Linked DNA regions of Mus musculus: all the other regions are linked to region 1. Evidence: chromatin contacts called from public ChIA-PET, HiChIP or PLAC-seq and promoter capture Hi-C data. All regions are on one chromosome and are shown on one strand. Each heading gives the region's core, a stretch centred on a gene start, on an enhancer-like site or on the middle of the called end of the contact. The rest is flanking DNA. Distances are from core to core; before and after follow the strand shown.

What was found. Promoter capture Hi-C pulls out the DNA fragments that hold promoters and counts their contacts. ChIA-PET counts read pairs in DNA pulled down with a chosen protein or histone mark. HiChIP or PLAC-seq counts read pairs in DNA pulled down with a chosen protein or histone mark.
Region 2: a contact with region 1 is called in an H3K27ac HiChIP or PLAC-seq map of trophoblast stem cells, with 15 times the contacts expected there. The contact joins the promoter of Rngtt here to the promoter of Lyrm2 in region 1. A contact is called at or near these places in 15 of 39 promoter capture datasets (the 3T3-L1 cell line, the C10 cell line, cranial neural crest and 8 more), 5 of 484 Hi-C or Micro-C datasets (the AML12 cell line, CD8 T cells, memory CD8 T cells and 2 more), 6 of 115 datasets of contacts at active chromatin or transcription factors (bone marrow-derived macrophages, embryonic stem cells, forebrain and 3 more) and 1 of 9 other capture datasets (liver).
Region 3: a promoter capture Hi-C map of liver shows a contact between it and region 1. The contact joins the enhancer-like site here to the promoter of Lyrm2 in region 1. A contact is called at or near these places in 11 of 39 promoter capture datasets (the 3T3-L1 cell line, the C10 cell line, the HPC-7 cell line and 7 more), 7 of 115 datasets of contacts at active chromatin or transcription factors (bone marrow-derived macrophages, differentiating embryonic stem cells, embryonic stem cells and 1 more) and 1 of 9 other capture datasets (macrophages).
Region 4: a contact with region 1 is called in an H3K27ac HiChIP or PLAC-seq map of embryonic stem cells, with 2.9 times the contacts expected there. The contact joins the enhancer-like site here to the promoter of Lyrm2 in region 1. A contact is called at or near these places in 6 of 39 promoter capture datasets (the C10 cell line, cranial neural crest, embryonic stem cells and 3 more), 7 of 115 datasets of contacts at active chromatin or transcription factors (bone marrow-derived macrophages, differentiating embryonic stem cells, embryonic stem cells and 2 more) and 1 of 9 other capture datasets (liver).
Region 5: an RNA polymerase II ChIA-PET map of memory CD8 T cells shows a contact between it and region 1, with 134 read pairs. The contact joins the promoter of Srsf12 here to the promoter of Lyrm2 in region 1. A contact is called at or near these places in 9 of 39 promoter capture datasets (the C10 cell line, the HPC-7 cell line, cranial neural crest and 6 more), 1 of 484 Hi-C or Micro-C datasets (embryonic stem cells) and 7 of 115 datasets of contacts at active chromatin or transcription factors (bone marrow-derived macrophages, embryonic stem cells, large pre-B cells and 2 more).

What each region holds. Positions count from the first base shown.
Region 1 is chr4:32,797,821-32,802,410 of GRCm38.p6, reverse strand. Lyrm2 (LYR motif containing 2) reads right to left here and starts at 2,152. Exons shown (of 3, transcript NM_175364.4): 1 at 2,076-2,152; 2 at 1,661-1,801; 3 at 143-1,268. The coding sequence starts at 2,120. The coding sequence ends at 1,188.
Region 2 is chr4:33,307,612-33,312,201 of GRCm38.p6, reverse strand. It overlaps Rngtt (RNA guanylyltransferase and 5'-phosphatase), which reads right to left and starts at 1,891. Exons shown (of 16, transcript NM_011884.3): 1 at 1,678-1,891. The coding sequence starts at 1,741.
Region 3 is chr4:33,288,335-33,292,924 of GRCm38.p6, reverse strand. No RefSeq gene overlaps it. Among named protein-coding and RNA genes, the nearest start is that of Rngtt, 20 kb to the left of the region's middle. Within about 2 kb of position 2,639, at least 183 of the 459 cell types and tissues checked have an H3K27ac peak or open chromatin away from gene starts, as enhancers often do. A contact at or near this core is called in bone marrow-derived macrophages, hippocampal neurons and liver, where this site is marked.
Region 4 is chr4:33,262,847-33,267,436 of GRCm38.p6, reverse strand. No RefSeq gene overlaps it. Among named protein-coding and RNA genes, the nearest start is that of Pnrc1, 16 kb to the right of the region's middle. Within about 2 kb of position 2,001, at least 26 of the 459 cell types and tissues checked have an H3K27ac peak or open chromatin away from gene starts, as enhancers often do. A contact at or near this core is called in bone marrow-derived macrophages, differentiating embryonic stem cells and embryonic stem cells, where this site is marked.
Region 5 is chr4:33,206,689-33,211,278 of GRCm38.p6, reverse strand. Srsf12 (serine and arginine-rich splicing factor 12) reads right to left here and starts at 2,007. Exons shown (of 5, transcript NM_001372518.1): 1 at 1,909-2,007. The coding sequence starts at 1,973.

The DNA of each region.
Region 1 (4,590 bases), core at 903-3,402:
GGCCTTCTGTTCACAGTATAAGTTCAGATTCATCAACAAGCTGTCACTTTCAAAGATTCCACTAAATTGTCAACTTTGTGACCTATTTCTTTTTCCAGTGTTTGCAGGAGAATGCAGAGTACAATGCTCCTTAATGATGATTCTTTTTTTTTTTTTTTAAAGATTTGTTTATTGTATTTATAGGTACACTGTAACTGTCTTCAGACACAACAGAAGAGGGCACCAGATCTCATTACAGACGGTTGTGAGCCACCATGTGGTTGCCGGGATTTGAACTCTGGACCTTTGGGAGAGCAGTCAGTGCTCTGATTCATCATTTCATGAGGATGTTAGGTGCAGGAGCTGAACTGCCCACCCAGTGCTCCCTCTTCTTGGTGTTCTTAGCTATTTCCACTAAAGCTCCGCGAGACCTCAGTCTTATGGTTATCAAACCATGTCACACCTGAAGAAAGTCACTTCAGAACTCTGAAGGACAAAGCAGGTTATTCAAGCAAGATCTAGCGCTGTTTCTAGCCAGTTCTTAACCTTCCTAATGCTGTGACCCTTTAATACAGCTCTAATTTTATGGTGACCCACAACTGTAAAAATTTTGTTACTTCATAACTGTAATATTGCTGTTATGAATCATAAATACCTAATACTAGACCCCCGTGAAAGAGTTGTTTGGCCCCAAAGGGGTCATGACCCACAGCAAGAGAATCACTTTTCTAGGGCAGTACACTGCCAGTCCTGCATCTGACTTTGTAACAGCTTGTGATCACATCACAACATACACTCATTTTGGTTTGTGTGCCACAGTGCCTGTGTGGAGGTCGGAGGGCAACTTTCTGGAGTGGTTTTTTTTTTTTTTCCACGATATGAGTGTCACAGGGACCAAACTTCTGTCCTTGGCAGCAAGAGTCTTCATGAGGAGCTATCTTTACCAGCCCTGTCCTCATTGCCTTTCTAAGAATTGCTAACTAGTCGTCTGTTTTTCAAAGGGGCTGCCATTTCACCTTCCCTCTGAGCAATTGAGGATTCCAACCTCTCATCTTGACATTAGTTCACGTTTAATTATTACAGCCACGGACTGTAGTGGAAATATTAACACGCTTCACTTATATTCTTGATCAGAGTGATTATCACCTTTTTGGGTGCTCTATGACAGTGGCTCGGAGCCTGTGCAAAACACATGAAAAATCTTCCAGTTACGAGTTGGCTAAGGCAAGCGTCCTTTCTAGTTCCTTTAGCTGCATATTGCCTTGGGTTATCATCATTCGGATTGTATCCTGTGGAGGAAAGGACAATCTAGTCATTGTTTTACCAGCTTAACCACGGCAAAGTTCTATTATTGTATCTGGTACAGTCAAGAACCAACAGTGGCTGTTACAGGTTGTAGCTGTGGGCTTACCAATGCCCAAGGCACTACATTCAATCCTGTCACCAAAAGGCACTCCCCCCATCCACCCCCCCCCCCCAAAAAAAAACAGTAGTGTGAAGTGGAAAGCTGGACGCTAGGCTACACAATACAAAGCCAGATGTGCTGCAAAACAAATGTAAAATACCCAGTGGGCAGTGAGCAAATTCTCTGTGGCATATTCCAAGGTGTTCGCTAAACTTCACAAGCTCAGTGATACAATGGGACAAAGGAGCCGTGGCCCCAGCGTGGTCTTGCTCTCACCTCTTCTGTGGCACTTTTGTTTCTTTTAAATTCTTCCCTGGCCCAATCCTGAAGGTATTTTCGGTCAGAATCACTTGGAACTTGCCTAATCGCTCGCAAAATCTTTCTGTAGAGGAGGAGAACTTGCTGCCTTCTCATGAACTGCTCAAGGGAAGGAGAAAGACAAGTTACCACAAACCAGCCGGCTCCACTCAGCAAGCAGAAATAGCCCTTTGGTCCTCGCTAGCAAACAGAACAAGAGAGAATCCTTGCGGACCGGCGGGCGGGCGGCTTGCGAGGGCGGGGCACGCCTAGCAGCTCCGCCCTCGGGAGGCTGAGGCTGTCGGCCGAGGCCCGCGGTGGCCGCGGCGAGCCAGGTCGCAGGGGGAGCGCGACCACACAGGACACCTCCGCGGGGCTGAGAGATCAGCAGTACCTGCTTCAGCGTCAGGGCTGCGGGAGGCAAGCGGGATGCCGCCATGTTGCCCACGGAAGCTGCTGCGGCTCAGGAGCGGAAGTGGCCCTCGGGCACCCTGGTCACGGAAGCGGAAGGAGGAGACGGATGCGCGAGTCCTGGGTTTTCCGCGGAGAACCCAGGAGCTCGGTCGCTTTTACGGGAGGGGAGAAAATGTGTGCCTTTTGAGCACCCTTGCTGTGTATAACTGAGAAGACCGCCATTATGCTGGCAAATTCCGTTTGCATCCTGGAAGCTTCTCTTTTTCTCTACACTTTATCCTACAGCACGCAGGTCGCCTCGATCGTTGCGACTCCGTGCGCTTTCCCTACTCGTGTGCCCTCTCGCTTTTTTGTTTTTGTCCCCCACATCACATACCCAGAAGTCAGGTTATTGAATCTGCTTCTCGTGTTTTGTTTTGGTTTTTCAATTTTTCTCTAACATGGGACGTTGGGGATCAAACCTGTATCATCAGGTTTGGGGCAAAGCACCTTTAATGTCTGAGCCATTTCAATGGCCCTTGGATAATTTCTTTATATAGAGAGCTTTAACTCTACATTAACATATTTGTTTCTTTTTTTGGTTTTTCGAGACAGGGTTTCTCTGTGTAGCCCTGGCTGTCCTGGAACTCGCTCTGTAGACCAGGCTGACCTCAAACTCAGAAATCCGCCTGCCTCTGCCTCCCAAGTGCTGGGATTAAAGGCGTGCGCCACCATGCCCGGCTAACATATTTGTTTCTTTTGAGACTTTACAATATTGTCTTCTACTCACAGCTGTTGTAAAAGTGTATTATTATGATCAGTTTTATATTTACTCCACGTAAGTTATTTTCATTTATGACACACTATGGATCTAAGTTCTTTTCCAGCCACTAGACTAAAAATTCAAGATCATTTATTAAATAATTCATGACTTTCTCAGGTCATTGTAGTAATCTTTTTGAATGCAGGGTCTTTTATTGTCTAAATAATTCGATCAGTCTTGTTTTATCTCGGCCAGGTATCAAGCTATAAATTTTGCTTTTTATGTTGTTGTTCTGGCAGATCCAGTAGTTTCTTGTTAGGATATTTTCTATGACCCTTGGAAAGGCACTGAGCTAATTTCCACATCACCTGGGGATATTTATAAGATTCATAATTAGTGCTGGGTCTAAATTGGGCACCGAGAACAGGTATTTTGTACATTCTTTTCTCTACACTCATGTTAGCCACAGGCAATGTTGTCATATAGATATATACTCCCTGTCTCAAAGATTTATACTTTGAGTAGGAAAGCTTTGAAGGTCAATGCAGTGTTACTTAATTGACTGAGAGTAGGTTCTTGCCTCAAATAACTCTCAGCGCCAAAGCTCAGCGTACAGTCTTTTTAAAGACAAAAGACGCAATGCCATCATTGTCAGGTGTAAGTCAGGAATATGGTAGTATTTGTTTTGACTACACAACCAGAAGATATTTTGATTATGTATCTGAGGCCATGGAAAGTCCCAAATGTGTTGCCATAATGGATGTGACGATTCAAGGGGTTTAAGGGACTAAATATGTGCCTGAGCCAACACAAAGCAGGGTAAGATCGGGACAAAAAGACATTACCTTAGTCACTTCATTTCTCACTTCTTTTAGTGACTTTTATTTTAATTTTATTTTTTAAAATGTGTTTATTTTATATATATGAGTACACTGTAGTCATCTTCAGACACACCAGAAGAGGGCATCGGATCCCATTACAGATGGTTGGAAGTCACCATGTGGTTGCTGGGATTTGAACTCAGGACCTTTGGAAGAGCAGTCAGTGCTCTTAAACGCTGAGCCATCTCTCCAGCCCCTTTTTAGTGGCTTTTAAATATTTGATTTCTCAGAGGGAGCAGGTACTGGTTCTTCAGAATCCTTAGACCTACAAGGAGGATACAAGGACTGGGGCTGGAGAGATGGCTCAGCAGTTAAGAGCACTGACTGCTCTTCCGAAGGTCCTGAGTTCAATTCCCAGCAACCACATGGTGACTCAGAATGGTCTGTAATGACATCTGATGCCCTCTTATGATGTTTCTGAAAAGAATGGCAGTGTACTCATAAAATAAATTTTTTAAAAAAGGCTTTAAAAAGTTATCATTTTCGGGAGGCAGAGGCAGGCGGATTTCTGAGTTTGAGGCCAGCCTGGTCTACAAAGTGAGTTCCAGGACAGCCAGGGCTATACAGAGAAACCCTGTCTCAACCCCCCACCCCCACCCCCACCCCCCGCCAAAAAAAAAAAAAAAGAGTTATTATTTGTAAGAGCCAACTGACATTTAGATGCATAGTTAGGAGTAACTTCATGAATAAATCAGATAATTTTTTAGAAAGCTATTACTTTTAGATACAGCCATTGGGGCTAGCCCCATAGGACCATGAGTGACCAATATGACCATGGGTCTAAATGGGGGAAGGAACATCATGATTTCCAACTCCACATCTCTGCTTAGTTTCAGATGGGTGAGCCCAACTGGATTCCAGCTTTGTAGCCA
Region 2 (4,590 bases), core at 642-3,141, 510 kb before region 1:
AGAAGAAGCCAGAAGAGGCAATCAGATGTCCTGGAAGTGGAGCTGCAGGTGGTTGTGCGCCACTCTTCATGTTCTCTGGAACAGCAGCACTGAGACAACTCCCACGCTCCTAAAACTCATGTTTAAAGCAAGTTACTTGGCCATGACTTGGTGTCAGCATGGCCAGGTCTAGAGACGAACTGTAGCAGCAGAGCCCGTGGGTCCTTGTTAGTCTTAGAATGCCACCACTCCCATTTATCTGTCACCACATAATTGGTGCTTACTGGAATCTCCTGCCATGGGTACAAGTGTTCATACAAGTGTTACATCCACATAATGTAAAGCAACATAAATAAGAGAGGGGGGAGCAAGAAATTTTGAAGGTGGCAAAAATTCTGAGACTCCCTAAATTTAATTCCAAATGACGCCAGAAAAGATACCCAGTTAACCACCACATCCTGACCCACGCATAACACAACTGTTTCTTCCTATATGTGCTGAAATCTTCACATAAGCTCCATCCTAAAACTTCCTGCTTTGTGTTACCCAGCACAGCTTTAAAACAAAAAGTTACAGTTTTAATATACAGGTTTTAGCTCAAGAGTTAAGAAAAAGCCGGGCGTGGTACACGCCTTTAATCCCAGCACTCGGTAGGCAGAGGCAGGCGGATTTCTGAGTTCGAGGCCAGCCTGGTCTACAAAGTGAGCTCCAGGACAGCCAGGGCTATACAGAGAAACCCTGTGTCGAAAAAATACAAAACAAAACAAAAAAAAAAAAAAGAAAAAAGAAAGAAAGAAAAGAAAAAGAGAGTCACTCAGAATAAAGACAACCAGAAAGCAAGGGTGTGGGCTTCTAAGAGAGTGTGGGTACCAGCTAGCTCCTCAATAGGGAGCCACAGCTCACTGTATTTTGCCTGGTGTTCAGATAGCTAAAAAGAGAGAAAGGAAACGCTTATGTCTCATAACTCCGATAAGGAGACTTAGCAGATCTTTGCAAACACCTGCCCGATAATTACTCTATAGCTGAGTAAATCCTGTGAAAACAGAACTTGTATTCCTTCCTCAATTTTAATCACAAAAATGTTTTTGGCTTCTAGGTCCAGCAGACAAAGTTCCTAATTGCTATCTAACCCGGTTGCTGGTAACTGTGGAGCCTGGTCCTTTAAAGTTACCATGTGCGATGTCTCCACGGATTCAGAGAACTGTGCCTCCGTTATTTCATGTGTATTCCCTGGAATACATGTGTGTGGTCCAAAACTATCAAACTGTACACTTTGAAGTCACTGTTCTTTTAGCCAAGCAGTGACCCGAGCCTATAATCCCAGCTCGCAAGTTCGGGGATGAGTCCACTATACGTCAAACTCAAGATGGCAACATTCCGCAAAAAGTCAATTTTTAATAACAAAACCAAAAGTCCCCCGCTATCCAGCCTCGCGTCTCTTTAAGCTTTCCTTCAATTTCCAGGCTCACACCCAGCTACTCTCTTTCCGAAAACAAGTCTCGCCAAGACAGCGAGACCCAGTCTCCAAAATATCACAAAGAGGTTCACAAACTTTAAGCTCTAGAAGCGTCTGGTCCACCTCCGGTCCTCACTCCTCCGCCTTGCGGGAGTCCCGACTGGCGACCACCAAGCGCGCGGTCCCCCAGGCCCGGCCGGCGCAGTGAGATTCGAACCCTCCCGCAGCCCCCTCCCGGGTACCTGCCACCGGCTGACCGCGCCGCGGACAGTTCAGCCACCGCGGCGGGATCTTGTTGTAAGCCATGTCTGTGCCGCCTCGCCGATAGCTCCACAGCAAACCAGCCCGGACCCCAACGGCAGCAGCTCTACCCGGGTCCTCAGCGGCGCGCCACTTTCATTCAGGTTCGACTCCGCGGCTCCCGGCGAACCCACAATGCACTGCGACTTCCGCCCCAAAGGGCCCGCCCCCTTTCTTCCGAGGTCAGGCGAAATGGAAGCCCCGCCCAAGTGAGGGAGGGGAAGCTGCTGAGAACTAGATAGGCGGTTCCACCTGGCCCGCCCCCTTCAGCCCCGCCCCTGTATCTCAGGGCGCCGGCCTCTGCCACGCCCCGCCCCTGTTTTGCCTTTGTGAGTACTCTAATGACTGGTGTCTCTTTTTTTCCATCTAAACCGGAGAAACCCCCAAAGTAGAAGGAATCCAAGCTTCTTTCCACCTGTGGACTGACCTGCTACATTCAGAAGGGTATTTCACAGGTGAAAAAGTGCTTTTCCGTTAATCATAGCTCAAATTTGATGTCTCTGCTGGATCTGGGTCATTTGAGAATCCTCCCTTTACCTGCATCAAAAAGTCCGGAAAACCAGAGTCTAGGTTATTATAAATGAGTTTTCTTTTTTTGGCGAAGTGTAGGGGACGTGCTTCCGACGACCCATAAAACATCAAAAATTAGTTCCAGAAGCCTTAAGACTATCATTTCTGGAGCAGATGGTTTTGATGTGGTGTTTGTTTGTTTTGTTTATTGCTGGTTTTCACCTTTTTTTTTTTTTTTTTTTTTTTTTTTTTTTTGGTTTTTCGAGACAAGGTTTCTCTGTATAGTCCTGGCTGTCCTGGAACTCACTTTGTAGACCAGGCTGGCCTCGAACTCAGAAATCCACCTGCCTCTGCCTCCCGAGTGCTGGGATCAAAGGCTTGCGCCACCACACCCGGCTTCGCCCATTCTTGAGATTTAAAACACCATATGAAAAGCTGTAGCTATAAGCTTGGTTGTGGGCCACTAGGAGCAAGCTGGTTCTTCCTTATAATCCCTTCAGTCATCAACTTGACATGCCTGAGAAGAGGAAACCTCGATTGAGGACCTAATTGACCTGTGGCCCTGTCTATTGGGCATTTTCTTGATTGCTAATTGTGGTGGTTTGACTGTGCTTTGCCCATGGGAAGGGGCACTGTTAAGTATGGCCTTATTGGAGGAGGTGTAGCCTTGTTAGAGGAAGTGTGTCACTGTGGGGTGGGCTTTGAGGTCTCTGTGTGTGTGCGTGCGTGTGTGTGTGTGTGTGTGTGTGTGTGCACGCGTGCGCGCACGCACGCACGCTCGCACATGATCAAGTCTGGCAGAGACAGTCTCCTCCTAGCCGCAGTTGGATCAAGACATAGAACTCTCAGCTTTCTCCAGCACCATGTTTGCCTGGATACTGCCATGTTTCATGCCTTTATGATAATGGACTGAACATCTGAACCTGTAAGTCAGCTACAATTAAATGTTGTCCTGGTCATGGTGTGACTTCACAGCAATGGAACCCCAAACTATGACACTAATCAATGGCAGAGAGCCAAGCCATTCCTGATCCGATGGGTTAGTGGTTCTCAACCTTCCTAATGCCGAGACCCTTTTAATACAGCTCCTCATGATATGGGGCCCCAGCCATAAAATTATTTTTGTTGCCACTTCATAACTTAATTTTGCTACTGTTATGAATTGTAATGTAAAAATTTTTTAATTTTTGAAGATAGAGGTTTTCTAGGGACTTGCAACCAGGAGGTTGAACACCAAAATCAACTGGCAAGGCTGTATAGGGAAGCTAGCTGAGCAAGCCAGGGATGTCAGCCTGAGTTTCTCCAGAGTTCCTGCCTTCAGGCTCCTGCCCTTGCTTCCTTTCTTGATGGACCAAAAGGCCAAAGAAATCCTTTCCTCCCGAAGGAGCTTTCAACCAGGGTTTGATTTACAGTGACAACAAAAGTAATCAAACGAAGGCTCAAAAGAATAAATCTAAATCCTACCTCTGGCCTTAGGTGAAGGGAGGCACAATCTGACTAAATTTACAGCTTTTTTTTTTTTTTTTACTATTGATCCCACCCTTTAGAGTGTCAATCATCTGACCAGGAGAGCTGCTAGTTTGCCTAGGCAGGCCTGCTGAGGAGTTGGAAGGAATAATTTCTGCTTATTCTCCCCCTAATGAGATACTGTATTTACATACCCAAAGTCCTCCCCCCCCCCCCCCGTAATAGAGTTACTTAAAGATTTTCACTAATTCTCTCTGCTTTCTGCCTGTTTCTTAATTTTAAAAAAGCATAACTTTTCTTTCCTTCTGATTGCCTTTTTTTTTTTCTAATATTGGTCAAAATCGAAATCGTACCCATGCTTGCTTACCCTGACATTACAGACAATCTCATTCTCTCTGTAAAGCCCCGGTCATGTGACAGGTTCTTCAGAATTGAAACATTCCCTCCAAGTTGAAAGACTCACACAAAGTGTGAGACCTTTGAGCCTCAGGAGGTGAACAGTTATCTGAAAACAGGAAATTGGAAGACACCTGAGGGCTGCTACCCACACTGCGGGAAGATAGGATGAGAAAAGATAGTCAATGATAGAGTTGCGTATGAGCTCGGTAGAAAGCGCCGGGGTTGTAGATTTTCTGAATCGTCACCCACATTGGACTAGGCTTTCTAACCTTGCGTTTTGAGTTACCCCTGCTCCTCGTCACTAACCGCTGACTCACACTCCTGTAAGTGACCTCACTAAAACCTCATTGGTTCACCAAGTTGGAAACAAGTGTACCCATGACTCTGTCGTGGGCTCCCTTTGGAGGGTAGGAAATATATGTGTTGTGTCTCCCCAGCAAATGTCTGTCACACAACATCCCAGGATCCGAGAAGTTGCT
Region 3 (4,590 bases), core at 1,390-3,889, 490 kb before region 1:
AAGTTTTCTTGAATTCAGCTCCACTCCTAATGTTGGATTTGGCTCCACCACCAGATTCATAGTAGCAGAGGCCAGCCTGACCTACCTCGATTAAGTAGCCGTGACTATTCCGGTACTCTGGCTGTCCAGCTCATGTCGGTAACCTCATTACAAAGGTGTAATGATGATGGGAGGGAGGGGGCTCTCTAAGCACTGCTGTGCCTTTCACAGATAATAATTATCAGCTTCTGTGTGCCATAAAAAACTTAGTTCAACTGTTTTCAATGATGTTCAACCGATTTCAATGGGCTGCTGATTTCCCTTTCAGTTGAGATAAGACAGTTTTCACACCAATTATTGCTGGTGTGCACAGCTATGCTTAATAGATATGGGACCCTGTAGACTTTGAGAGAATCGGGTTTCTCAGTTCAGGGAGAATATGAAAAACTGCAATCTGCCAGGACAGCTTCATCGTACCCCAGCTCTGTCACTTATGGGTTTCAGATGTTTTCTTTCCTGTTGAGAAAAGAAGGGTCTGGCTCTGTCTCCCAGGCTGACCTAGAACTCGCTCCTGCTCCTGCTCCTGCTCCTCCTCCTGCTCCTCCTGCTCCTGCTCCTCCTGCTCCTGCTCCTGCTCCTGCTCCTGCTCCTGCTCCTCCTGCTCCTGCTCCTCCTGCTCCTGCTCCTCCTGCTCCTGCTCCTGCTCCTGCTCCTCCTGCTCCTGCTCCTGCTTCTGCTCTCCTCCTCCTGCTCCTGCTCCTGCTCCTCCTGCTCCTCCTCCTTCTCCTCCTCCTCCTCCTCCTGCTTCTCCTCCTGCTCCTGCTCCTCCTCCTCCCCTCCCCCCTCAAATGTTGGTATTATAGGTGTGTGCCATCACATACAACTTTACAAAACTACAGATTTATTGACTCTCAACCAGGACTTCTTTCATTCATTGATTTCTGGTTTGCAAGTTTTGTGTTTGTTTGCGACCGAGTCTCACGTGTCCCAGGGTGGCCTCAAACTCCCTGAGTACCCAAGGATGAACGTGAACTCCTGATGGTCCCTATTCTACTTGAGTGCTGGAATTATAGGCGCTTTCTATCACATCTCATTTTGTTCGCCTCTGGGGACAGAGGCAAACAAAACCCAGAACTCTGTACGTTATAAGGCAAACATGCTATCATCTGACCTACATCCAAGCCTATATAGTTACTTAGACTTACTATAGATCCAGGAGGATCTCCTGCTCCAGCCTCTACAACCACAGTGTCCTATCACCATATCACCCACACAGCTCAAGCATTCTACCATCTGTCACACCTAGCTGAAGACTGCCAGGTAATGCAGTGCGTGCCTGTAAGCTCAGTACTCCAGAGGCTCGAGCAGGAAGACCTGGAATCAGGCTAGCTTGGACTCTATATGTATATTAGATTTTAAGGGGGAAAAAATTAACCTTTCGGGGCCCAAGGTTTTAACTTTGCCCCTGAAACTTGAAAGGCACAACATCACCTGGCGAGGTCATTAAATGTAAAATCTAATTCAATAGGTTTGGCGTGGACCTGAAATTCTGCATTTCACTTATTTCTCTGAAGACAGAGTCTCAGGTAGGTAAGCCATGTTGGTTTCAAATGCCCTTTATATAGCTAAGGATGACCTAGAAATCCTGACCCTCCTGCCTCAGTCCTGAAGCACGCTCTCTCTCTCTCTCTCTCTCTCTCTCTCTCTCTCTCTCTCTCTCTCTCTCTCAAACTAGTGATACTTTTTTTTTTTAAAATGTCTGAGTGTTTGCACACCTGCATGCCAGAAGAGGGCATCAAATCCCTTTATAGATGGTCGAGATTCACCGTGAGGCTGCTTAGAATTGAACTCAGGACCTCTGAAAGAGCAGCAAGTGCTCTTAACTGCTGAGCCATCTCCCCGCCCTCTTGCAGCTTCCTCATATAAGAGGTTAGTAGCTAATATTGAACATGGGAGATGCTTTTCTAAACTAAGAATTGAATAAACTATCTCTACATCAGTGTTGGGAATTTGATCTCTTCACTGATTAAAATCCCAGGTCCTCACACTTGCATAGCAAGCACTGTCCCCACTAGGATAGCCTGGAGCCCCCGTTTTCTTTGTGTTTGTTGAGATAAGGTTTCATGCCACCCAGGCTAAGCTTTGTTACATACCAGAGACCACACTTGAATTTCTTACCTTCCTGTCTTCACTTCCTAAGTGCTGGGATTAGTCTTGAACTAACATGCCCAATCTACATTTTTCTTGCAAGTTTTCCTTCCAATATCAAATAAGAATGGCTTTACGTACTTAAGAAGTAGAAAGAGAAGCTAGAAAACAAGCCACCAGTTGAACTATACTCTGTGGCCTATGGCTACCTTTTTAAAAGCCCCCCAGTTTTCTATGGAATAGCCCAAGCCACTCCCTTGAGCTGTGAATAAAAAATCCTTTTAGGAAGCTTCTGCATCAGAGAGTACTCGCAGCCCTTAGGGAAGATGCACTTTAGAAATGGGCAGTGTCCCTGCGAGGTGTTCTTAGAGTGCTGGCATTTTCTTCAATACGCTTTTGTAATAGGGGAAATTACTATTCCAAAACACAAGCTTTAAAGACCTGTTAGCACACTGTGGTCTGAGTAACCCTTGGAGACCATGCAATCCACTGGCTAGACAGCCTGGAAACAGCCACTCGACCAATCCACTGCCTGGAAACAGTCTTGGTCCAATCAGCCTCCTAGAAACACTACCCCAACCAATCAGGGGTTTTCTAAGAATTATTTTTCTGTAAAATCTGCCCCTTGTTGCCTGACAAACCGAAACCAGAATGATAAAATGTACCTGAATTTGCTTCTACACTGACTTTCTCAGCCCCAGATGGGCCGTGGCCAGCTTGACAGACAAGCATTCTCCCTTCAGTGGGGTTCCTGCTGCAACAAGTAATTTTTTTAAACCACATCATAATCATTTTGGGCTGAGGTAAGAAAGAGATTTCAAAATATATTATTGTAGTTGTTCCAATGTGGATTCATGTGAGGAAGTTTTGGTTTGGGGTGCAGTCCTGGCTACCCATGAGAGTGAGCTGCAGTGTTTTAAATCCCTGGTACCCAGACCGACTAAGTCTGAGTTTCTTCTCATTGCTGGTGACTGATTGGGTGTAGATTCAATCAGAGAAGTCTCACCACACTAAGTCTTAGCAGGATCAGCAAGCTCCCGGAGAGGTGGTTCCTGGTGAGTTTGCTTTGTTTTTGTTGTGTGTTGCATTGTAAGTTTTTCTGCCTGGGGACTGTAAATAGGAAGGAAGTTACAGAAAGACACCAATGGTAAGGGCAGGACTGGGTCATCTGAACTCACTGAGGGCATGTCGTGGTGGTGAGGTTTACGGTTGCCGTGTTGGAATGATTTTACCCTTCCTGTTATAACACCGTCATTTCACACCATTTGTTGGGGACCCTGGGTCTGTATTTAAAGTTTCATTCTACCATTCGCCTAAAGTCAATCAAAATGGGGAAGTGAGCATATATTTGGTGAGATATCATAGGGTAAGGAGTCAGCTTTGCGGTCGGTACGTTCACCATATACAGCAAACTAAGAGTTAATACAAAATGGTTGAGGTGACCCAATTGCAGACGCAGGGCTTCCTAAGAGGTGATCAGTAAGCTGCAGTGCCAAGTCTCAGAGAGGAGCCTGCGGCACTGTGTTCAAATGCATCCCCAGGACTGCTCTGCAACCAAAGAGATTGTTATCTAATCGCTTCTGTAATGTGGGTGAGCATTTCAGATATCGCTGTAGTCATGGAAGGTGTTGCTGGCTGTGTAGACTGGGAAGGAAGACTCTGGAGACAGGGCATAGAGAGAGAGAGTCTCTATACCTTTCTGGAACCATATGAAACAGAAAATACATCTCTATGGGGGTTCTTCTCTAAGGGGGTGCTTTCCTGAATTATTGAGATGGTAGGAGAAAAAAACTACATATATTCTAGCCAACTCTACCCAGTGTGTCATCAGGCCCTTTGGGTAGTGGAACTCCTTGGGGGATTATCAAGCCAGATCCCCTCACAACCTGGCTCTGGGAGTTATAATCCTAGTGCAGCCTGGTCCTTAGAAATCTTCACTAACCGGGCATGGTAGCATTTGCCTGTGATGATGAAGCTGGAGGATCCGTGTGAGCTCCAGGCCAGCCAGGGCCCTCTTACAAGAGTCAGGCTCTAAAATCAAAACAGGGCTGCCCAAGATGGCTCCACTATAAAGACACTTGTCACTAAGCCTAGCAACTTGAGTTTTATCCCTATAGTCACGTAATGGAAGGAGACAATCCATTCCCCAAACTGTCCTTTGACCTCTGTACAAGCACTGTGGGGTGTGCCCTACCCTTATGTGGTCTCTGTCTCTGTCTCTGTCTCTCTCTCTCTCTCTCACACACACACACACACACACTCTCTCTCTCTCTTATTCTCTCTCTCTCTCACACACACACACATGTTTAAACATTAAAACAAAAGTAACTCTCCAAGAATGATATAAAATAGGAAAAGAATTTTTAATAATTGTGGGGTTTTTTTGAGATTATAACATATCATTTCCCCCTTCACCTTTCTCCTCCTAAACCTTCCCAACCCACATTGCTCTCTTTCAAACTT
Region 4 (4,590 bases), core at 752-3,251, 470 kb before region 1:
CCCCAGTGACACACTTCCTCAATGATCCACATCTACTCCAAAGAGGCCACTCCTCCTAATCCTTCTCAATTAGTGCCCCTCCTTATTGACTAAGCATTCAAATATTTGAGCCTCTGGAAGTCATTCTTATTCAAACCACCACAGTGTCTCAGAACCTCCTGCTCAGAAATGGCATTGACCCCAGTGGACAGGCTCTTCTCACATCAGTCACATGTGAGAACTGCCTCACTTTCTTGATGTGACGCGCCCTCTTCCCAGATGACCCTGGTTTATGTCAATCTGACAAATAGCTAACCACCACCATACCTAGTATGCGTGAAGTCTAGGACCCAGTACCAAGCATGGCACAAGGTATGGTGCTAGGGCAGAGTCGGGAGCATAGCCACCCTCCAAACCCTGTGCAAGTCGGCATGGCCTTACACACCTGATATCCCAGCACTGGGGAGATAGAGGAAGGAAGATCAGGAGTTCAAGGTGATCCTTAGCTAACCTGAGCTAACCTGGGATACATGAGATCCTGTCTCAATAAATAAAATAATAAAAGGTTCTGGGGCCAGGTGCTTCTCAATGGCAGTCACACCCTCTATTTTTAATATAATTACTTTAAAAAGCATATAAAGTAATGAGTTTTAGATGATGCTTTCATTCATGTGAACTGTTGTTCTCATTTTCTATAATTATCCTCATTTTCTATAATTTTCTTCAAACACATTTTCAGTCAGTTCCCTTGACACAGTTTCCAGAGAAGTGCTTGCCAGAGTTGATTTGAGAATCTACATATGGCTCCTCTTTTTAAAACATTTTTTCACATTCATGTGTGAGCATCTATGTACATGCAAGTAAGCACACACATGTGCCACAGCGTTCACATGAAGGTCAGGGGACCCCTTGAACCCCTGGAGTCTCAGGGATGGAACCCTGGTCACAGGCTTTCTAGCAAATCCCTTCATGGTTGAGCCATTTCACTGTCCAGCTTTCACACGAATAGAATCCAAACAAGACAGGTATCACATGACATCATACTCTTTCCAATTCTGAATATTGACTGGGAAAGTGCCAGGCACTGTGCTGGGTACCTGGAGATGCAACTAAAAGGTGGTTTGTAATGTTAAGAAACATCAGACAATAAGAAACACTTTCTGAGCCTGGTGTGGTGGCCCACACCTTTGATCCCAACACTTGGGAGGCAGAGGCAGGCAGATTGCTGAGTTCAAGGCCAGCCTGGTCTACAGAGTGAGTTCCAGGACAGCCAGGGCTACATGGCTACACACACTTGTAATCCCAACTTTGGAAGAGAAACTAAGCTACACAGAAAGACAGATGCTGTCTTCAAAAGAATCAATCAATTGATCTCTCAAGAGGCAAACAAAACATTTAAAAATAAAACTTTTTTTTTTTTTTACTTTTAAGGTTTAAATTTTTAATTTTTGAGAATTTCATGGAGACTGTATGTATTCACAGTATTTACCTCCCCTCCCCTCTAACTTCTCAGGTTCATGTCTCTTCTTCACTTTTATTGTTGTTACACATATGTAACTTTATTAATTATTTAGTTAGTTAGTCTTGGTTTTTCGAGACAGGGTTTCTCTTTGTAGCCCTGGCTGTCCTGGAATTTACTCTGTAGTGTGAATGCTGGCCTCGAACTCAGAAATCTGCCTGCCTCTGCCTCCCAAGTGCTGGGATTAAAAGCGTGCGCCACCACTGCCCGGCTACATAACTTATTGAGTTCATTTAGTGTGGCTTGAATGTACTTGGATTTGATAACCCTTCAGGTGTTGGGGATTGGGTCTAACTCTGAAGGTCCTTGTCCTCAATTGGTTTTTAACCAATCAATAAAGATGCCAGCGGCCAATGGCTGAGCAAAGAAAGATGGGGTGTGTCCCTTGGGTTTGTGAGGGCTAGGACACTGGAGAGAGGAAGAGAGAAGAGAATCCCTGTGACTGGGTGTGGGGGAGGGGGGCGAATGAGATTTAGGAGCTGCTGGAGAGAAAGCCAACTAGCCATGTGAGAATTGAGTGGGTGGCCACTGGCCACTTCCCCAATCGGCCTGGGGTAGCAGCAAGAGGTGTAGAACTGCTCAGCTTTTAAGCTAATCCCAGCATTTCAAAATTGGGCTAAAGTGTGTGTGTCTTTCATCGGAAGAATTCCTGGGCCGGTGGCTGGGAGCACGTGACCCACCACCCACACCCACCGTGAGCACTAAGTGGTGTAGCCCAAATTCACCGCAACAATCAGGGAACTCATTTACGCAAAGAACTGGTGTTTCCTCCCAGAGCAGCAGTTGCTTGCCTTTGGTGATATCTTACTGAACCAGTCATCACCATGGTTCATAGTTTGACAGTTAGGTAGGATCACAGACTTTTCCTCTCCCTTCGGAGCTTGCATAACATCTTCAGAAAGTTCCTTGAAAAGGAAGCGTCCAGGCCAGTTCTAGCTCAAGTCCAGCACCTCCTGTGTCCAGAATATGGAGTGTCTTCAACAATCCCGTCTTGCCTTGGGTGTTTACTTAACTCTTTTTTTCTTGAGTTCTTTGCATATTCTAGGTATTAATCTTCTGTCAGCTTTATGCAGCTAGCAAAGGTTCTCTCCCGCTCTGAGGCTCGCTCTTCTCTTCACTGCTCCCTGTGCTGTACAGGCGCTTTTAAGTTTTATGAAGGCTCATTTGTCAATTGTCATCTTTAATTCCTGAACAGACAGAGTCCGACTTATAAATTCCTTTTCTGCCCATGTTTTCTTCTAGAAGTCTTAGGGTTTCTAGTCAGGTTTCACATTAAAGTCTTCAATTCACTTAGAGTTGATTTTTGTGCAGAGTAACAGATATAGATATAACTTCATTTTTCTTCAAAATATGGACACTCCATTTTCCCAGCATCATTTGTTGAAGATGTTCTCTTTCCCCCAGTGTGCATTTTTTTGGCTTCTATCATACACCAGTTGGTGAGCTACAGGTCTAACTCAGTGGTAGAGTATTTGTCTAGCATGCACGAAGCCCTGAGTTTGATCTCCAGTATGAAGAAAACCTAACAAAAGTATATTTAAGTCAGGTGTGTTAGTTCATACCTTCAATTTCACTCCCACTGGAGGCCAAGTCAGGAGGATTGCTGTAAGTTTGAGAGCAGTCAGGACTACATTGTAAGCCTGTGTCTCACAATTGGAAAATAAATGTGTATGGCTGTTTTGCCTACATGTGTACATGAATGTGCATCTTGTGTGCATCCCTGGCACACACAAAAGAGGGGTCCAGTCCCCTGGTGGTTGTGAGCCACTATGTGGGTCCTGGGAACTGAAGCCAGGTCCCTGCCAGAGCAGTCAGTGCTCTTAACCTTTGAGTCATCTCTCTGTCTTAATTTCTGTCCCTTAGTGCAACGTCCATGACCAAGGCAACTCTTCCAGAAGAAAGCATTTATTTGGGGGTTTATTTACACATTTAGAAGGTTAGTCCAGGAACATCATGGCAGAAAGTGTGGAAGGCAGCAGGCAGACATGGGGCTGAGAGCTTTCATCCTGACGATAGTGCTGATGCAAGTTAGACAGTCAATAGTGAATCATTAAAAATTTCTGTTGTTGTTTTGAGATGGGGTCTTACTGTGTGTTTTAGTTAGGGTTAGGTCATGCAACAAAACAGCATGACCAAAAGCAGGTTGGGAAGGAAAGGGCTTATTCAGTTTACACTTCTACATTGCTGTTCATCATTGAAGGAAGACAGGACAGGAACTCAACCAGGGCTGAAGCCTGAAGGCAGGAGCTGATGCCGAGGCCATGGAGGGGTGCTGCTTACTGGCTTGCTCAGCATGGCTTGCTCAGCCTGCTTTCTTTCTTTCTTTCTTTCTTTCTTTTTTTTAAAAAAGATTTATTTATTATATGTAAGTACACTGTAGCTGTCTTCAGACACACCAGAAGAGGGCATCAGATCTCATTACAGATGGTTGTGAGCCACCATGTGGTTGCTGGGATATGAACTCAGGACCTCTGGAAGAGCAATCAGTGCTCTTAACCGCTGAGCCATCTCTCCAGCCCTCAGCCTGCTTTCTTATAGAACCCAGGACCACCAGGCCAGGGATGGTACCACCCACAATGGGCTAGCCCTTCCTACATTGGTCACTAATCAAGAAAAGGACCCTATAGCCCAATATAATGGAGGCATTTTCTCAACCGAGTTTCCCTCCTTTCAAACAATTCTAGTTTGTGTCAAATTTGCATAAACTAGTCAGCACACTATGTAATGTGTAATGGTGAACTGGGAACTCCCTGTGTAGACCAGGCTGGCCTTGAATTCCTAGACAGCCACCTGCCTCTGCTTCCCAGGTGCTAAGAATAAAGGTGAACACCACCATGTCAGCCATGAAAGGACTGACAACATGACTCAGCAATTGCTGGGCAGCCTGAGTTTTATCCCTGGGACTAGAAAGAGAACTGGCTGCTTCAAGTTGGCCTGTGATCTCCACACACTTTCCATGGTACACACATCACCACCCCCACTCCTGATACACATATAAGGAAACAAACAAATGGAATAATTTTGAATGGGGTTAGTAAAAAGACGACTCGGATGTGGTGGTGCATGCCTGTAATACTACCACTTGGAAAATA
Region 5 (4,590 bases), core at 758-3,257, 410 kb before region 1:
AATTCACACTATTCAACTTAACACACCTTTATTTAGTTATGGTATGTGTGGGTGTGGCTTATGTGAGGTCAGAGGACAACAGGGGGTAGTTATTCTCTTCTTCCACCGTGTAGGTCCCAGGGATAGAACTCAGATCTTCAGACTTGCATCTGTACTCATGGAGACACCAGGCTGGCCTCTTATATAGCTAGTAATGCTAATGTTTTAAAATTCGTTCAATGTACACAAAAATCCAGGTTTCTGACTTCTCTTGAAAGTAGGTTGAGGCAAGTTGCAGCAGGGGTTGAGGTGTGTGTGTGTGTGTGTGTGTGTGTGTGTAACATGCTCATAATCACAGCTATGGGGGAGGCTGAAGTAGAAAGAGGGAAAACCCAAGTCCTGGTTGGGCTACAAAATTGAACGGATGCCCCAGTAAGTATAGCTCTGTAGGGAGCCCAGCATGTACAGACTGGGTTTGATTCTCTAGAACTGGAAAAGGTGGCAACGTGACTTCCCATTCGAGGACACATGCTCACCTGTTGCAGTCTGTACCATTCTACTACGTCTCATAAGCTGGTACCCCCACTCATCTGTATTCCTCTGCCTCGCTCTTGTGGCCACTAGGGTTGGGAATCTCCCGGGTTTCTTTTGTAAGCATGCCATGAAGACCTTTTGCTTATTGTTCAAGTTGTTTAACTGCTTTTAGCCTACCCAAATATTAATTTTGCTTCCTGTGTGAGGATGTTTGGATAAACAGGTAGAGAAGAACCATAAAACCCAGGAATCTTTTAAAATTCTATTAACTCACAGTCTACAGTAGTGACATAAATATTTACAGTGATTAAATTTAAAGTTCTTAATTCTCCTAAAAGTAAATCCCCAGCTTGGTGGTGGGGGTCACCTGCAATGCCAGGACTTGGGAGGGAGGCCAAGGTAACAGGATCAGAAGTACAAGGTCAGCCTAGACTAGATACTACTCTCTCTCTCTCTCTCTCTCTCTCACAAAACAAAACAAAACAAAAACAAAAACAAAAACAAAACAAAACATACATTATGATTACTTCAGATAACTAACAACTGAAGAGCTGCGTACATTTGTGCCTGTTTAGGTCCAGGTAACTCCTTAAAACCCTTGAACTTCAACTTTTCCATAGGTGGCCAAGATGGCAGAACTAGAACGGGGGATTAAGTAATTCCAATGAAAGATGAAGGTGTCTATTAGTGTCACGCCTCCCATTCTCTCTCCGGCTCCTATTAAAGGAAAAGGTGCGCTAGTCTGAAAAAAGGGCATTTCTTCAGCTCTATGCCTGGCAACCATCTGGACAGAATTTTCAAAGAGGGATGGAGGAAATAAAGACTTCCTGCACCATAATGAAGCCTAAGACTGTTCCCAGGACTCAAAGAAAACCATAGAAATCGAACTGACTAGTCTTTTGTATATTAAATGTGGGCCATAATCACTGTCTGAACAGTGCAGAGGAAATTGCAAGGCCTAAGGTGTGCATCCTGGGGAGGAGACAGCCCCAGTTCCTCCGGAAGGTTAGTGGGCGGCGCCTGCAGAGCGCAGTGCCACCAGAGCCAGGGCCAGCACTGCCACCACAGCCGGAGCCACCCAGCCCGCACCTTGACGCCGGGCCAACACCTGACATCACGACCGCACCCCAACACCTCGCCCACACCCCAAAACCCAGATACTCCGACAGCCCGCAGTGGCACCCCTACGACACCTGGCCAGCATTCCCAACACCCGGCCAGTGCCCCAACACAAGACCGGTACCCTGACGCCCAAATGGCACCCCAACAGCTTGCAGCTCGGCACCCGGGGTACCCGGGCGGCATCGTCATCCAGACAGCCCCCCACTGCCCACCCCGTACCCCGACAACCCGGCGCCCCGGCCCGTGCCCCCGCGGGGTCCGGTCTCCACTCACCTGGTGGCGTCTGCGACGTTCCTGACGAACAGGGAGGTGTTGGGGGGCCTGGTGTAGCGAGACATGCCTCTCGCGGCCCCGCTCCCAGCAGCCCGCCGCGCCCCCTCCCGGGCCGGCCGCGCAGCCGCAGACGCGGGCGGGGGGCGCGGGGCCTGCGCGGCCGCGCGAGCACAGACCTTGCCACTGCCCGGGCCTCTAGGGAATAGATCCGATCCCCCATCGCTGCAGGCCAGCTAGGTGCTCCAAGGGAGACCTGCCTCTCCCAAACAGCCCCAGAAAAAGATCTCATGACAGGGCTTCGAAAGAGCCATGTGCAGGGTCAGGGAGCCACTTGTGGGCATGCAAGCTTAGCCACAGCCTTTCCCTAAAGAGATCAACTCGACCCTCAGGGAAGAAAGACTGAACACGGGCGTGGGGGTGGGGGTGGGGGGAACTGCTGCAGTACTGCAGCTTAAGCAAAAAGGCCTCGAGGCAATAAACAGGGTAAGCATCAAAGAAACCCAGACGGGAGAGCAGGCTGGGGTCTTTTGTTTGCTTGTTTACTCAGGCCTAGAATTCCTTTTGTAGTGGGCTCCACATCAGGCTGGGTTTAATGCTAGGAAAATTGAGAGTACTGTGTATTGGTTAGTGGAGCTGGTGTAATAATGCCACGCATTTGGTGGTTTAATGAAACTTATCTTGAAAAGACTAGGGATGTAACTCAATGGAAGAGTGATTGTCTAGCCTGCAGGATGCACGCTGTTCCAGTACCTGAGCAGAGACTATGGCAGAACCTGTCATCCCAGGGCATGGGGGGGGGGGGGGGGAGGACGGTGAGGAGTGATGGCAGGGAGGTCAAAAGTTATCTACTATAGAGGAGCTGGAGGCCAGCCAACTGAGACCTGTCATTACTGATAGCGCATAGATCTACTCTTACAATTTCTAGATCTGTTTTGAAGCAGCTAAGTACTTCTTTTAGTACAACAGCTTCCTGTAGGAGAGCCTGAGGCAGGAACATTTTCAAGTGCAGATGACTAAATGATATTACACCGGGGTAGCTTCGAGGTGGGGGCTGGAGAGAAGGTTCAGCAGTCAAGAGCGCTTGCTGCTCTTGCAGTGGACCCGGCCGGGTTCCTCTCCCAGTGTCCACGTGGTGGCTTACAGTTCCAGGGTGTCCAACACCCTCTTCTGGCCTCAGTGGGATGCAAGGCACACAAGTAGGCAAAACACTTACACATACAATAAAAATAATAGTTTGACAAAAGGAATACTGCATTAAGCTTGGCCGGTGTCTTAAGCAACCATGTTCAGTAACTAATATAGCTATGTGTTATTGCTTTTTCGATGTTTTTTTCTGGTACTCTTGAGGGTCCAGACTAAAAGCCCTCCGTGTCCTAGATTTTTTTTTTTAAATCATATTCATCCAAAGTTGTAGGCTTTATAACCAAAAGTACTGCTTTGTTGAATCATCTCTTCAAAGCAGCAGGCGATGCTGTACAGAGTTCAGAGGTGTATGAAGGAGTGCAATGATCCTAGTGACTGTGATGAAGGCTCAGTACATAAGAGTGCTTACAGTGCACTGACTCAGAGTTCCCAACACCCACTTGTAAAAATCCTGGGCATGGCCACACCCCTGTGACCCAGCATCACAAAGCCACACCCCTGTGACCTCAGCATCGTGAGGTCAGAGACAGGTGAATCCCAGGAACTCAATGGCCAGCAATCCCTGAAGAAATGGAGAGGTCCAAATCTTCAGTTTTAGTGAGGGATGCCACCTTGGGAGAAGACATACTTGTGGAGTTGTGGAGTGAGAGTCACCCTGCAGCCTTCTCCAGCACATGTCACACAAGTGTAACCCTCTTTCCTCCATTAAAATAGAAACATTTTAAATGAAAAGAATAAAAAGTTAGCTTAGAGTGACAACGTGGCTAGGGAGATCTTCCTGAAAATTTTTGGTCTATTTCATGCTTATTTTCTCCCCAAAACAGGACTTCTGTTTTTAAAGTATTTTGAGATGCCCTTGTATCTTTTCTCATTTAGATACTATAATTATTTTTACCTTTTCTCCCCTTGGAGACAGGGTCTCATTTTATAGCATGGCTGGTTTAGTACTCACAGTTGTAGCCCCAGGTAGGGTTGCAGTTGCAGCAATCCTCCCACATCAGACTCTGTACCACTGGAATTACAGGCATGCACCACCATGCTTTTCTATTTTACTTTAAAAAAAAAAAAAAAGTAGAGTTAAAAAGATGCAATTGAAATCCCTGCCACAGAGCTGGAATGTAGATCCGTGACAGGGCACTAGTGAGCGTGAGGCCTTGGGCTTGAGTGCCAGCGTTGTGACAGTCCACAAGGAGGAGGAGGAAAAGGAGGAAGAAGAGGAAGAGAAGGAGGAGGAAATGAGAAATTGCAGGTCTATAAAGAATATTGGGAAAAGGAAAAAGTCAGACTCCCTTTCAATTGTTAAAGCTTGCCTAAACAGACAAACTTCTTAAATCACTGTTATGTTATATTGAAAGTAGATGGGCTGTTGAGCTGGTTCAGTAGGTAAAGGAGCTTGCCAGCAAACCTGACAGCCTGAGACAGATGCCAAGGACCCACATGGGGGAAGGAGAGAACAGATTCCAACAGTTGTTCTCTTAGCTGCACAAGTACAATTTGGCATATGCATGCCACACCCATACACATGCACAAATCAGCAAC